3 separate regions of the Mus musculus genome follow, and all the other regions are linked to region 1. The links are chromatin contacts, called in public HiChIP or PLAC-seq and promoter capture Hi-C maps. All regions are on one chromosome and are shown on one strand. Each heading gives the region's core, a stretch centred on a gene start, on an enhancer-like site or on the middle of the called end of the contact. The rest is flanking DNA. Distances are from core to core; before and after follow the strand shown.

Region 1 (3,963 bases), core at 1,211-3,710:
CTCAATCAGCAAAGTGCAGGAACCTCACTTGTTCCCTCCCCCAGGCATGAAGAACCTCTACCAAGAGGCCAGGGAGGGCGAGGAGGAAGTGTGAAGAGGAAGGCAGCAAGGGCACAGGTGCACACGCTACAATGGCCTCCCTCTTGCCCTCTCCTATTCTGACTGACTAGTTCAGACAACTGCCCTTTGTTCTTGGTCTGGCTTGATACACCTGGATCTTGACTGTCATCCAGCTTTCTCTCAGGCCTGAGGACTATCTCCTATCTCTAAGTTTTAAGTCTACTGTCATTAAAATGTTTATTCATATGGGAACACCTATAATTAAAACCTCCAGACCTTAGACACGCGGCACTCATGGAAAGTACAGTTTCCTAATTGTGTATAAATGAGACTGCTCAGATCTAGTAACTAAAGCAAGCCACCAAGGAGTCTACTGTGGCGACATACAGAGTACCCCTGTTATAAAACGGCCAACAAACTATAGAGTTTTTCAATAAAATAGTTCTCCAGATGGTAAGACAATATAGACAGAGTTTTAAGTAATGCACTACAAGGGTGTTAGAGGGCAGAAAGCTGTATTTGCAGGGGGATGTTACTATAAAGCAGGCAGAAGAGTGGACAGTTTTATGCAACTTTTATGTGCTGGGCTGAAGTTTCTGAAAGTGTCGGTGTATGTACAAGGTCCACATGAACTTCGATCTAGTTATGAGATCTGCATATGGGTCTACACCACACCACAGCAACTGAGGGATGGAGGGAAAAACTCAGTCACTATGCTGAGGTTTGAACTATTAGAGCTTTCCCCTAAGTTTTATACTTCGTCTAGAAGATAAAAAAAAGTGAAGTCCAATATTTGCACTCAGAGTTAACCGATTTGTAAGCACTACACCTTAAAATGTACATACATCTACATTTGCTATGTCTGCTACTGCTGAGCTGTTTAGGTTAAACCTGATCATAGAAAGTAAGAAACCAATTTGGAATCAGAAAATAAACAATTCATGTATTTACTTATTCTTCCTGCTGGGACAAAGCTTATGAGTGTGTGTACACACACTATCCCTACGAAACAAGAGCACTGCCTCCCTATAGATTTAAGTGACGGTCTTGGCTATTAAAATAAACAACATTCACATGCAGCTTTTTAACTCTGCATAACATGGCGGGTGGGGGTGGAAAATCAACTTTTTAGTTTATTCTCTTTCCCAGTTTTGGCTAAGATGAGAAGACTGCATAGAGTACTAGTTGCTATAAAATTCCAGTTCAGTCATTTAAAGTAACATAACCATACATTTGGCATTTTATACAGGAAAGTTATTATGCTGACTGAAGGGAACCAACACCCTCTGTTCCTATCTAATAATCTGCCCCTTCTTAGCCTAACATGTTAACTGTTCTATCCCCCAATTCTTTGATCACAGTATTAAAAAAAGAGACTATATTTACTCATAATTTTAAAATAGACACAGGCAGCTTAGAACAACCAGTACCCTATCAATACAGTCTAGGTGAGATTGCCATTTGGAGTCAAGCAGTCAGTTAAAGGAAAGAAGGGAGCAGGGAAGCTGACAGGTCATCATATGGACTGGACATAAAATTCAAATCCTAAATTTGCAAGGAGTAACTATTTATAACTAACACAAGTCCTGCCCAAGACATGGGAGTCAAAAGGAATCAGGCTCTGTGGCGAGCCACGGCCTTCTAAGTCAACAGGGACACAAGCAGGTATGAGAGTGGTCCAGATGCCCAGGAGGCAGTCCAGACTGAGGGCATCATGTCTGCGTCCTCATGCCATGATGCAGAGCCTTTTTTTTTTTTTAAATTAAATAAACTTCCTCATCATTTCAACTGCTCGAAGTTCTCCAGTAGAGACAAGAGAACTCACTAAAGCACACCATCATCACCCTGGGTGCTCAAGACAACCAGTCACTTTCAAGAAAAACAAGACAAAAGGAGACTCCTGCTCGAGGTGAAACAACACAATTTAAAGTTAGCTTTAAAAACAAATGTTTTTCTCTGTTGTAAACTGCTGCATACCCTCCCCGTGCCACTGTGGAACATTCACTATAACAATGTGTGCTGGCAGATGGTGGAGTCAGAGTTTCTCAGCAGTCAAAGCCCCGAGGCACACGTCAGCAGTTCAGAGCTTTAGAAGAGGTGATTAGTGAGAATATACCCAGGTTCTAAGAGTCAGGCTGGAGCTCTCTGAATACACTCTTCCAGAAAAGATGCTGCATCTTCAGTGATGGGTTTTAACATCTTCTGAAAATCTAACATGGTTTCATATCTAACTCAGAACTCACAGCAACCCTCCCATTAATAATAGAAGAAAAAATAGGGAACAAAACAAATGCAGACTTCATGTTGCTAAGGTCTGTGCAATCCTAATGACACTTGTGCTGACAGATTCCCCAGGCTCATCATGGTTTCGTTAGCTGCTTACCCAGGCAGGTCACGTGGGCAGAGTGACTCATGCAGTACTTGCCGCTGCACTGACACTTGGTCTCACTCGGAGCACTAACAAGTAAGATATGTACTAGGCACCTTTGATTGATAGCTCCTGGAATCCCCTCCCACTACTTATTTTCACCCTAGCAACACAGTGTTTAGCTTTTAGCTTTAGTGGCCCAGAATCTGCACTGTAAAAAGTGGCATGCCCCTGCTTTCTCTGCCTGCAGGACAGAGACTAGTGTTCCTCCCTGCCCTAAGCATCCCTGTCAGTCCCAGTTGAAGCTGTCTTTGAACCTTTTATAACCGAGGCTGTAATCCATTGGGTCATGCCTGTTCCATGGGAAAATGATACAGAAGAAAATATAAGCTTCTAGCTTTACCATCAGCACGCCACAGAAGACGATGATGAACACACCGTGTGGAGGCATCTGAGAGAAAATGCCAAGGGCATGATAAACAGCAAGTGTGGGGCTGGAACACTCCGAAGCACCAACAATCCATTGTTTGGAAACTGCATGTAAACAGCATGAGAGTCATAAAATCAAAAGAAAAATAAAACTCAAATCAGGCTACAGAAATACCTCTTGCAAGGAAAATAAACTGTTTTTAGTGTAACTAGCTTCCCAGAGAGCTTTACTTACAACAAACATAAAATGTTGGACTTGAGTGAAGCCATTCAAAAGACAAAAAAAAAAAAAAAAAAAAAAAAAAACCAACCCAAAAAGCCCCAAAGTTAAGAGCCAAACGCTATGCGCACCCCCACACTGCCTCAAATGAATGTGCTTGGACACTTTGATTTCTCGGCCAAACAGCTGCAGCATTCACTGTGAGCAAGAGCACTACTTCTGTTGGCTCATCCTAGCTCTTTAAGGCTCCATTCATTCAGTATATGCGTGTGGGTATGTACATATATATTTACAGTATGTATTCATTCCTAAGACAAAAGGAAGCGGCACTCTTGTAGAAGAAAAAGAGGATAATCAGCTATAGATGCGACCAAGGTTTCCATAAAACAGCATGGAGCGTTGCACATGACTGAAGTTTCTTTTGGTTTGGCCCTGAGCTGTTGTTGCTCCTGCATCAAGTAGAGTTCCCAATTCTCTTCGGGCAGAGGACGTCAAGGAGGGTGGCAGTGACAGACGTGCAGCTTGTGCTGACGCCCACGAGGTTCTCCTCATGAAGCCTGACGGGCAGCTCTCCCCACCTCCATGCTAAGCGCCTGAGAGGTTTTTTCTGTCTCCAGCAACTCATCAAAGATCTCCCTTAAAAAACAAACCACAAAAATCAGAAACCAACGAGAAGAGGGAAATACAGATGAGAGAACCCCAAACCAAAGCAAGCAGGACATGGATATTGATAAAGCTTGCACAGTCCTGCTCAGCACTCACACTCTGTTAAGTCAGCGGCTCACTCGCCCGAGCATCTGAGCCCTGGAATCGGATTCTGAGAATGAGGAAGTGCCAGCACTTAGCTGTAGTCACACGATCAGATCTCACCGACAGAACTGAAGAC
Region 2 (4,159 bases), core at 121-2,620, 110 kb after region 1:
GGCGACCCTCGCAGACACAAGATTACTATCCTACCTACGGTAAGGGCCCTGAGCTCTAACCAACCTCTGGCCAAGCTGAGTCCTGCCTGAGTCCTAACTCAGCTCTACAGATGCATACCTGTATTAGGTTAAACTAGGCTCCTTTTCCCACCCTGAGGCTACACAGAACTCCCCCCCCCCCTTCCTGGTTCTCTCGAATTTATCCTCTCTGCCTCTTAAAAACCATTTTCTTTCTAGCTGTGTCAATCACCCTTTTATAGAGAAACCTCTTAGCTGTACGGGGCAATGAGTGCTGACCCTAGCCACTGTGTCTCAGAGGTGAATCCACCCCAGGAAGATGGGAGGCAGAATGAGAATAGATTCTCATCAATGAAGATGCATTAAGAGACTGTTGAGGGTTACCAAATGAGGGTGTTCAAAACGCATGAGACAGTTGAACTCGTGGTAATAAAGAGATGATTTTAAGATAACCTTGGAAAGAGTCAGGGTTTGAGTTTATTCTGTGCTCTGGTTTTTGCCTGCTTAACAAGCCGAGGCAAGTTCTTGGTACACTAGCAGGTTGTATGCCATGGGACTTTAAGGCCACAGACAACTGTTTGATCTGGACTTGGATTTAGGGCTCCCCAAGGTTGCCTTTTTGCCAGAACTGCTTATTAGGGTGCCCACTAAATATGTTCTCCTCATCCCTGGAAACTGTAATTTGACAAATTCTAAAACGCTCTCATGGAGATGATTGATCTAGGCTTAAGTCTCTGGACTTGAGAGAGCCTTAAAGTTCTAACATTCTAAGGGCTATGACCTCTGAGCAGAGCCATCCTATCCACTTTATATGAAACAGGTTAGCCATAACCCTTCTCAGAAGTGAGAACATAGACAAAATAGCTCTCTTCCTTCCTACCTCCCAGAAAGAAATTTGAGACATGCTGACTTCCTACTATAATGTCATTGGCACTTGGTGTTGACACTTCCAAACTCCGAGGATCATATAAAGCTATTTGGAAGTACAAGATCCTAAATATATATATGTGTGTGTGTGTGTGTGCTAATCTCCCCCCACCCTGAACCTAGGCCACCCTCCAACTTCCTATATAGCCAATGATGACCCTTGAACGCCCCTGATCCTTCTGTTTGCACCTCCCATGTGTTAAGATTGCCACTGTGCCTGGCTGACCCAATCTCTCTTACTTTTAGAATTTTATCCTTTGTGTCCTTGCTGGTGCCCCCTCTCCCAGATCCTCTGTTTCTTCTCGCCCCACTGCACCTGCATCCGTTGTAACCATCCTTCCTTTCAGACACTAGCGGGAACACCAAGACTTGGAACACTTAGGTTCTAACACATTCTTTGGGCACTTTGTTTAGTCAGTCTCCTAGGATACAGGGAAAAATGAGGCTGAAAGGAGAGGCATGTTACTGAGTGTCCAAATGAAAGTGCCCTCTCTCCTGGACTGTAGATTCGAAATCCTTAAAGGGGCTGAGAGCCAGGGCTATTGGGAATTAGTGGAGATAAAGGAGGGGAATGGCAGGAAAGGGTGATGGAGAAAGAGGAGGAGGAGAAGGTTAAGAAGAGAACACAAAAAGCTTGACTTGAGGGAGCAGAGAGGCTGGTGAGAGAGAAAGGAATGAGCTAGGAAGAAAGAAAAGTCAGACATGGGATGGGAAAGGTAAGACAACGGGAAGAAAAGGAAGTTGTTTGGCGGTATGTAGGGGACCCAGAAGATAATGGAGTGGAGAGAAAGACCATCGGTGTCCCTCACCGATCGCAGGCCTTCCTTCAACATGCTTTCTGGAGAAGGCCCTTTCTAAGGGAAGAGTTGGTGAATTCTGCACCGGTTGTAGAGAGACCTGCAATCTATTGCAGTTGTGTCACTGAAGGACCCTGTCAGGACAGCCAATCTTTCTGGTCTTCAGTCTCCTCCATGAAGCTCAGGTCTTGTACACTGTGGCTTCCCTGAGGTGCTGCTGACACTCTTGCCCATACTACACACAGACGCAAGCTAAAACCACCGCTCTTGAGTGGGGACAGGTTAGACAGGGGGGAAAGAGGCAGTTTGTTTGTTTGCTTGTTGTTTTTCGAGACAGGATATCTCTATGTAACCCTGGCTGTCCTGGAACTCACTCTATAGACCAGGCTGGTCTCAAACTCAGAAATCTGCCTGCCTCTGTCTCCCAAGTGCTGGGATTAAAGGCGTGTGCCACCACTGCCCAACAAGAAAGAAGTAGTTTTTTAAGGCTGGCTAGGGAAACTGTTTTTGGATCCTGGGCTCTGTTCTCAGGTTTCCCATGTTTCAGGACATGTAAGGTTCCTGGACACAGGAACAGAGAAGGTAATTCTGTTTTCTTCCAATCCCAAGACCAACTACAGAGTCCTGTGCCTACAAGGTGGAAACTTCAATCTCAGGTCACCCTCAGCCCACTATGGTCTGAGCAACCAAGGAATTTAAGAGTGACCTGTTACTTTGGCCTCTGGTCTTCATACAGCAATTTTTTGTTTGTTTGGTTTTTTTGTTTGTTTGTTTTTTCGAGACAGGGTTTCTCTGTATAGCCCTGGCTGTCCTGGAACTCACTTTGTAGACCAGGCTGGCCTCGAACTCAGAAATCCGCCTGCCTCTGCCTCCCAAGTGCTGGGACTAAAGGTGTGCGCCACCACACCCGGCTCATACAGCAGTTTTAAGCCATATGAAGATTCCAAATAGTTTTCCACACCTGGAAAAAGAGATGCTTTCTGTCCCTGAAGGAGCTCTTTGGGACCCTTCTTCCATCCAGAGGGCTCTTAGCTAGGAGCACATACTCAATTCTCCTCCTAAAACTGTCCTAGCTGTTTCTCTCCTTTGCCCCTCACTCCTCTACCCCTTTAGGGTGCCCTCTCTAGGTCTTCAAGCCAGGGAAGGTACATTCTCGGTGACTCTCATCCTCTCCTTAGGGGTTACTGCTAGCTGTGATGCTGTAGAAGCTCAGCACTCGGGAGGCAGAGGCAGGCGGATTTCTGAGTTCGAGGCCAGCCTGGTCTATAGAGTGAGTTCCGGGACAGCCAGGGCTATAGAGTGAGTTCCGGGACAGCCAGGGCTATAGAGAAATACTTTGTCTCAAAAAAGAGTTACTCCTAACTAGGTGACTTTATAGGTCTTCTTATTAAAGATGGACGGAAGAGCAGGGCAAAGTGGCACACACTTTTAATCCAGCAATCGAGAGGCAGATGAAGGGGGAATCTCTGTGAGTTTGAGGCCAGCCTGATCTACAAGGTGAACTGCAGGAGAGACAGGGCTACAAGGAGAGACCCTGCCTAGAAAGAAAGAAAGAAAGAGAGAAAGAAAGAAAGAAAGAAAGAAAGAAAGAAAGAAAGAAAGAAAGAAAGAAAGAAAGAAAAGAAAGAGAGAAAGAAAGAAGAGAGAGAGACAGAGAGAGAGACAGACAGACAGACAGACAGAGAGGGCAATTAGGGCTCTAATATGCTATGTGGCTATACAGGTCACATCACATCTTAAATTATTCTCTTGCTTATTCATCTGTTGGATGATACTTTAAAATGTATTGGTTCTATGAATATAGGTATTTTTCCTGAATGCATGTCTATGTACCACTTGGTGCCCACTGAAGCCAGAAGAAGATGTTGAATCTTTTGGGACTGGAGTTACAGATGGTTGTGAGCCACTGTATCAGTGTTGGGAATTGAACCTAGCATCTCTGGAAGAACAGCCAGTGCTCTCAAATACTGAGCCATCTCTCCAGCCTGAAACTGCATGATGCTTTAATGGAATGCTGACTAAAGAATCACTTTACAGATTTGGAGGGTTTTTCTTTTTTCTTTTTTCTTTTTCTGTGAGACAGGTCTCATATAACCCAGGTTGATCTAGAACTCATTAAGTGGCTGAGGCTAGCCCTGAGTGCCTAAATTTGGGATAGCATGCATGTTTCACAGGCAGCTACTTCCCAGAATTTTGAGGTTTTCTTTTTTCATTTTTTAAATTTTATTTTTATTTATATGAGTATACTGTAGCTGTCTTCACATACACCAGAAGAGGGCATCAGATCTCATCACAGATGGTTGTGAGCCACCATGTGGTTTGCTGGGATTTGAACTCAGGACCTCTGGAAGAGCAGTCGGTGCTCTTAACCGCTGAGCCATCTCTCCAGCCCGAGGTTTCCTTTTACATGTTTATCA
Region 3 (3,967 bases), core at 11-2,510, 120 kb before region 1:
TGAAGAGGGGATGCAGCCTAGCACCCCCTTCCCCATAAGGAACTCCAGGTGTCCCCCACAACCTGCTGAGGACATGACAGAGAAGTGCATGTAGCTAGGGGACATCACCTAGACCAGAGTCAGGGTAGAGGAGGCCTCTTCTAGGAACTAGCCTGTTAGTCCACAGAGAATAAGTGCCCTGCAGCATCTTCCAGAGGAGATGGGCACATTTAGATTCATGGGTTAGGAAGATCTGGAGCTAGAGAGAGCCTCCTATGGGGGAGGGGAGGCTGTGGCGAGGGTCCCAATGAAAGAAGGTAAATCTATAAAAACAAAGCCAAAAGCAATGAGTGGGGAACAGGAGAGCAATTCAGTCACTAGGAAGACTACAAGATCCCCAGGAAAAGAAAACTAGGCAGGCGTGGTGGCGCACGCCTTTAATCCCAGCACTCGGGAGGCAGAGGCAGGTGGATTTCTGAGTTCGAGGCCAGCCTGGTCTACAAAGTGAGTTGCAGGACAGCCAGGGCTACACAGAGAGACCCTGTCTCGAAAAACCAAAAACCAAAAAAAAAAAAAAAAAGAAAAAAAAAAGAAAACTAGCCCAGCATGGGGACACCAAGGTTTCAGGTCTCCTTCCCTTCCCTTCCCTTCCCTTCCCTTCCCTTCCCTTCCCTTCCCTTCCCTTCCCTTCCCTTCCCTTCCCTTCCCTTCCCTTCCCTTCCCTTCCCTCCCCTCCCCTCCCCTCCCCTCCCCTCCCCTCCCCTCCCCTCCCCTCCCCTCCCCTCCCCTCCCCTCCCCTTGGACTTGGAGCCAAGACTCTAAAATGTATGGCCTTATAAATCCCACTCATGGGACAAACAGGAGGATGCTTGTGGTGGTTTGAATGAGAGCAAGGCCCCATAGGCTCATATATCTGAATGTTTGGTTACCATTGATAGAAGTGTTTGGGAAGGATTAGGAGGTGTGGCCTTGTTGGAGGAGGTGTGTAGGGGCAGGTTTTGAGATTTCAAAAGCCCAGTCCTTTCCAGACTTTTCTTTGCCTCCTATTTGCTGACAAGAATGTAAACTCTCAGCCACTGCCTCAGCACCGTACCTGCCTGCCTGCTGCCATGCTCCCCATCTGACGGTCACAGACTGAGCTCCTGCATGGCCATTCTCTCTAACCACTCCCTAGTTTTCCTCCTTAATTTCTATTTTGCCCATTCTTCTTTCAACAGCTCAGCCTTTAGCTCCTCTCCAGCCCTAGTGGGTGGGTCTTGGTTAGACCCAGGAATTCGATGCAGTTCCTGCCATGAGATAATAATAGCAAATATTTATATAGCACACATGTGCCAGGCACTGTTCTCAGTCCTTTAAATAGAAGAACCCTTGACTCTCACACCACCCCATACCGAGAGATCAATTCAGTGGCTGCAGGTCACATATCTGGTAAGAAGACAGGAGAGAGAGACTGGGACTTTCTTGAAAAGTTTCCATTGTCCTTAAAAAGGACCTAGTGCATCTGCAGTGTTCATCATGAAGCAGTTTAAAAGAATATTCCAGGGTGGCCAAGGTGGCTCAACTGCTAACAGCACTTGCAGGGCCAGCCTGACAATCTAAATCCAATCGCAGGATCCCATGGAGAAGAACTGACTCCCACAAGTTGTCCTCTGACCTACACATGCATATTCGGATTCACACTTATTTACACCACCACCGCTGCCACCACCACCACCAATAATGGGATGTTTCAGAACACTGGGGATGGCAGAGCAGAAATGAAGACAACCTGCATCTCTGAAGACCTCATGGGAGAGGGGGCATGGTGGCTCTGCCCGCTGTCTTAGCATTTGGGAAGGTGAGACAGAAGTGGACCCTGATTTATAGTCCAGCCTGGGCTACACAGACTGTCAGTCACAACCAACCAACCTAGCCTTGAAGTAACTATCCAAGTTTTCCCCTCTGTCTTTTGGCGTGTGCGTGTGTGTGTGTGTGTGTGTGTGTGTGTGTGTGTGTGTGTGTGTGTGCGTAGGTCTGAGCGTAATCCTCAGGATCACTTCCTACTTCCTTTGAGACAGGGTCACCAAGATTAATTCCTGCCTTGACTTCCCCAGGACAACAGACTATAACCTGCAAACCTGTAACCTGAGCCAAAGCGAACGGAACCCTTCCTCCCCTAGGTTGCTTTTTGTCAGGGTATTTATCAGAGCTATAGGAAAGTCAAGACAGAAACTTGGTTCATAGGTCACTGGGTGTCACTTACTTTGTTTCTTATACCTTTTAAGTCTCCTGTGACCTTCCACAGTATGACGTATCATAATTACTTTATGAAGACAGAAGTCTTTCCATTCATTCTCAGTTCCTCATCTGGGCATGCTCTATCCTCTCCATCCCAGCAGGCTGTGTCCCTTGAAGGTCAAGCCCACTTGTCCCTGCTCAGTCCTTGTCCCCGAACCCCAAGGCAAGAACTGTGACAGGAGAGCATGCCACTGTTCCCTTCTTGTAACACCCTGTCAGTCTGCTGAGGCTCTCCTCTCATGCGTCTGGCCAAGTGCCTCTGCCTCCCAAGTTTGGGATGGGAGTAGAGGTGTAAGCTGCCATGCCTGGCTGACCTATGTCTGTCTAGTCCTTGTGTCTCCAGATTTCAGGTGCTGTCTGTATGTTCACTGCTCCAAAGAGATGTGTCTATAAGATCCCTCATGAGTGGCCAGTCTCAGTGCCCACCCTCTTGCTGGTCACCTCCAAGAAGCTGCTCCGGGGACTTTCCCACATTATGTGTCCAAAGCTGACCTCACCAGTCTCACATCTCACTCTCACTGCATTTGCTTCTTTGCTGCCCTTGTGATGCTTGATTTCAACTTATTGGCTTTCAACTTAACAGGATCTAAAATTAATTAGGAGATGAAGCTCTGGGCAGGTTTGTGAGGAAGTTTCTATACGGGGTTAAGAGAAGAGGGAAGTGTCATTCCATGAACTAGAGTTTAAGGCAGGAAGAAAAGGACCGGGCAGGGCAGTAGTACATGTAGTAGGTTGGTCTAATGCTGCTTGTATTCTAATGCTGGGGCCCCCAAGACTGGCTACCCCAAGGACAAGAGAGTCCACACATAAGACACTGAGTGTCCCTGCCCCAGTTAATTGTGATTGGTTAATAAAGATGCCAGCAGTCAATAGCTGGGCAGAAGAGACAAGGTGGGGTTGAGGTTTCAAGGCGAGGAGGGAAGAGAAAGAAAAGGCTGCTGCTATGGAATAGAAGAAGGACATGCAGGAGAGGAAAAAGGAGAGCCACCATGGGCTAGCTGAGCCATAAAAACATGGCCCTCAAGAGCTGGAGAGATGGCTCAGAGGTTAAGAGCACTGACTGCTCTTCCAGAGGTCCTGAGTTCAATTCCCAGCAACCACATGGTGGCTCATAACCATCTATAATGGGATCTATAATGGGATCAGATGCCCTCTTCTGGTGTGTCTGAAGAGAGGGACAGTGTACTCACATATATAAGATAAATTAAAAATTATTTAAAAAAAACAAACAAAAAATATGGCCCTCAAGGCTGCCCAATTGGAGCTAAGTGCAGCCAAGATGAAATATAGTAAGTAACAATTCGGGTTATCATTAGGAAAGTAGATCCTAATAGCATGGAAGGTAGACTGCTGCCCAGCATCTGTGCTGCTTAAAGCACATTAATAATATAAAGGCTGTGTGTGTGTGTGTGTGTGTGTGTGTTAAATCTGGAATCTCAATAACCAAAGGCAGGGAAGAAGCCTTGCATCAGGATTTTAATATTTTTTACTACAAGTATACACCTTTAATCCCAGCACTGCAGATATGAAGACAGGTGAATCTTTGTGAGTTTGAGAGAGAGAGAGAGAGAGAGAGAGAGAACTAAGAATCAGTATTCATGCCTTTCTGCTTCCCGCTCACTGTTTACACACACAGTGTGACCCCAGACTCTTGTTACCTTCCCTTCTGTCATGATAGACTGTGTACCCTCAGATGAGAGCCCAGATAAAT

Evidence for each region. Promoter capture Hi-C pulls out the DNA fragments that hold promoters and counts their contacts. HiChIP or PLAC-seq counts read pairs in DNA pulled down with a chosen protein or histone mark.
Region 2: a contact with region 1 is called in a promoter capture Hi-C map of macrophages, with 6 read pairs. The contact joins the promoter of Plcd4 here to the enhancer-like site in region 1. A contact is called at or near these places in 8 of 39 promoter capture datasets (HPC-7-derived erythroid cells, cranial neural crest, embryonic stem cells and 2 more), 1 of 15 datasets of contacts at CTCF or cohesin (CD8 T cells), 2 of 484 Hi-C or Micro-C datasets (the G1E-ER4 cell line and liver), 2 of 115 datasets of contacts at active chromatin or transcription factors (astrocytes and embryonic stem cells) and 2 of 9 other capture datasets (adipose tissue and pancreatic islet).
Region 3: an HNF4G HiChIP or PLAC-seq map of pancreatic cancer cells shows a contact between it and region 1. The contact joins two enhancer-like sites. A contact is called at or near these places in 3 of 15 datasets of contacts at CTCF or cohesin (CD8 T cells, the NIH/3T3 cell line and pro-B cells), 29 of 484 Hi-C or Micro-C datasets (the AML12 cell line, B cells, the Ba/F3 cell line and 23 more), 6 of 115 datasets of contacts at active chromatin or transcription factors (the HPC-7 cell line, bone marrow-derived dendritic cells, bone marrow-derived macrophages and 3 more) and 3 of 9 other capture datasets (adipose tissue, liver and pancreatic islet).

Annotation. Positions count from the first base shown.
Region 1 is chr1:74,435,766-74,439,728 of GRCm38.p6, forward strand. Usp37 (ubiquitin specific peptidase 37) reads right to left here. Exons shown (of 24, transcript NM_001310662.1): 24 at 1-3,713. The coding sequence ends at 3,626. Among named protein-coding and RNA genes, the nearest start is that of Vil1, 28 kb to the left of the region's middle. Within about 2 kb of position 2,461, at least 114 of the 459 cell types and tissues checked have an H3K27ac peak or open chromatin away from gene starts, as enhancers often do. A contact at or near this core is called in the G1E-ER4 cell line, adipose tissue, bone marrow-derived dendritic cells and 3 more, where this site is marked.
Region 2 is chr1:74,542,990-74,547,148 of GRCm38.p6, forward strand. Plcd4 (phospholipase C, delta 4) reads left to right here and starts at 1,371. Exons shown (of 18, transcript NM_148937.2): 1 at 1,371-1,661. It also overlaps a transcript of Usp37 not described here.
Region 3 is chr1:74,320,306-74,324,272 of GRCm38.p6, forward strand. All of the region lies in intron 2 of Pnkd (paroxysmal nonkinesiogenic dyskinesia), which reads left to right. Among named protein-coding and RNA genes, the nearest start is that of Tmbim1, 18 kb to the left of the region's middle. Within about 2 kb of position 1,261, at least 7 of the 459 cell types and tissues checked have an H3K27ac peak or open chromatin away from gene starts, as enhancers often do. A contact at or near this core is called in bone marrow-derived dendritic cells and pancreatic cancer cells, where this site is marked.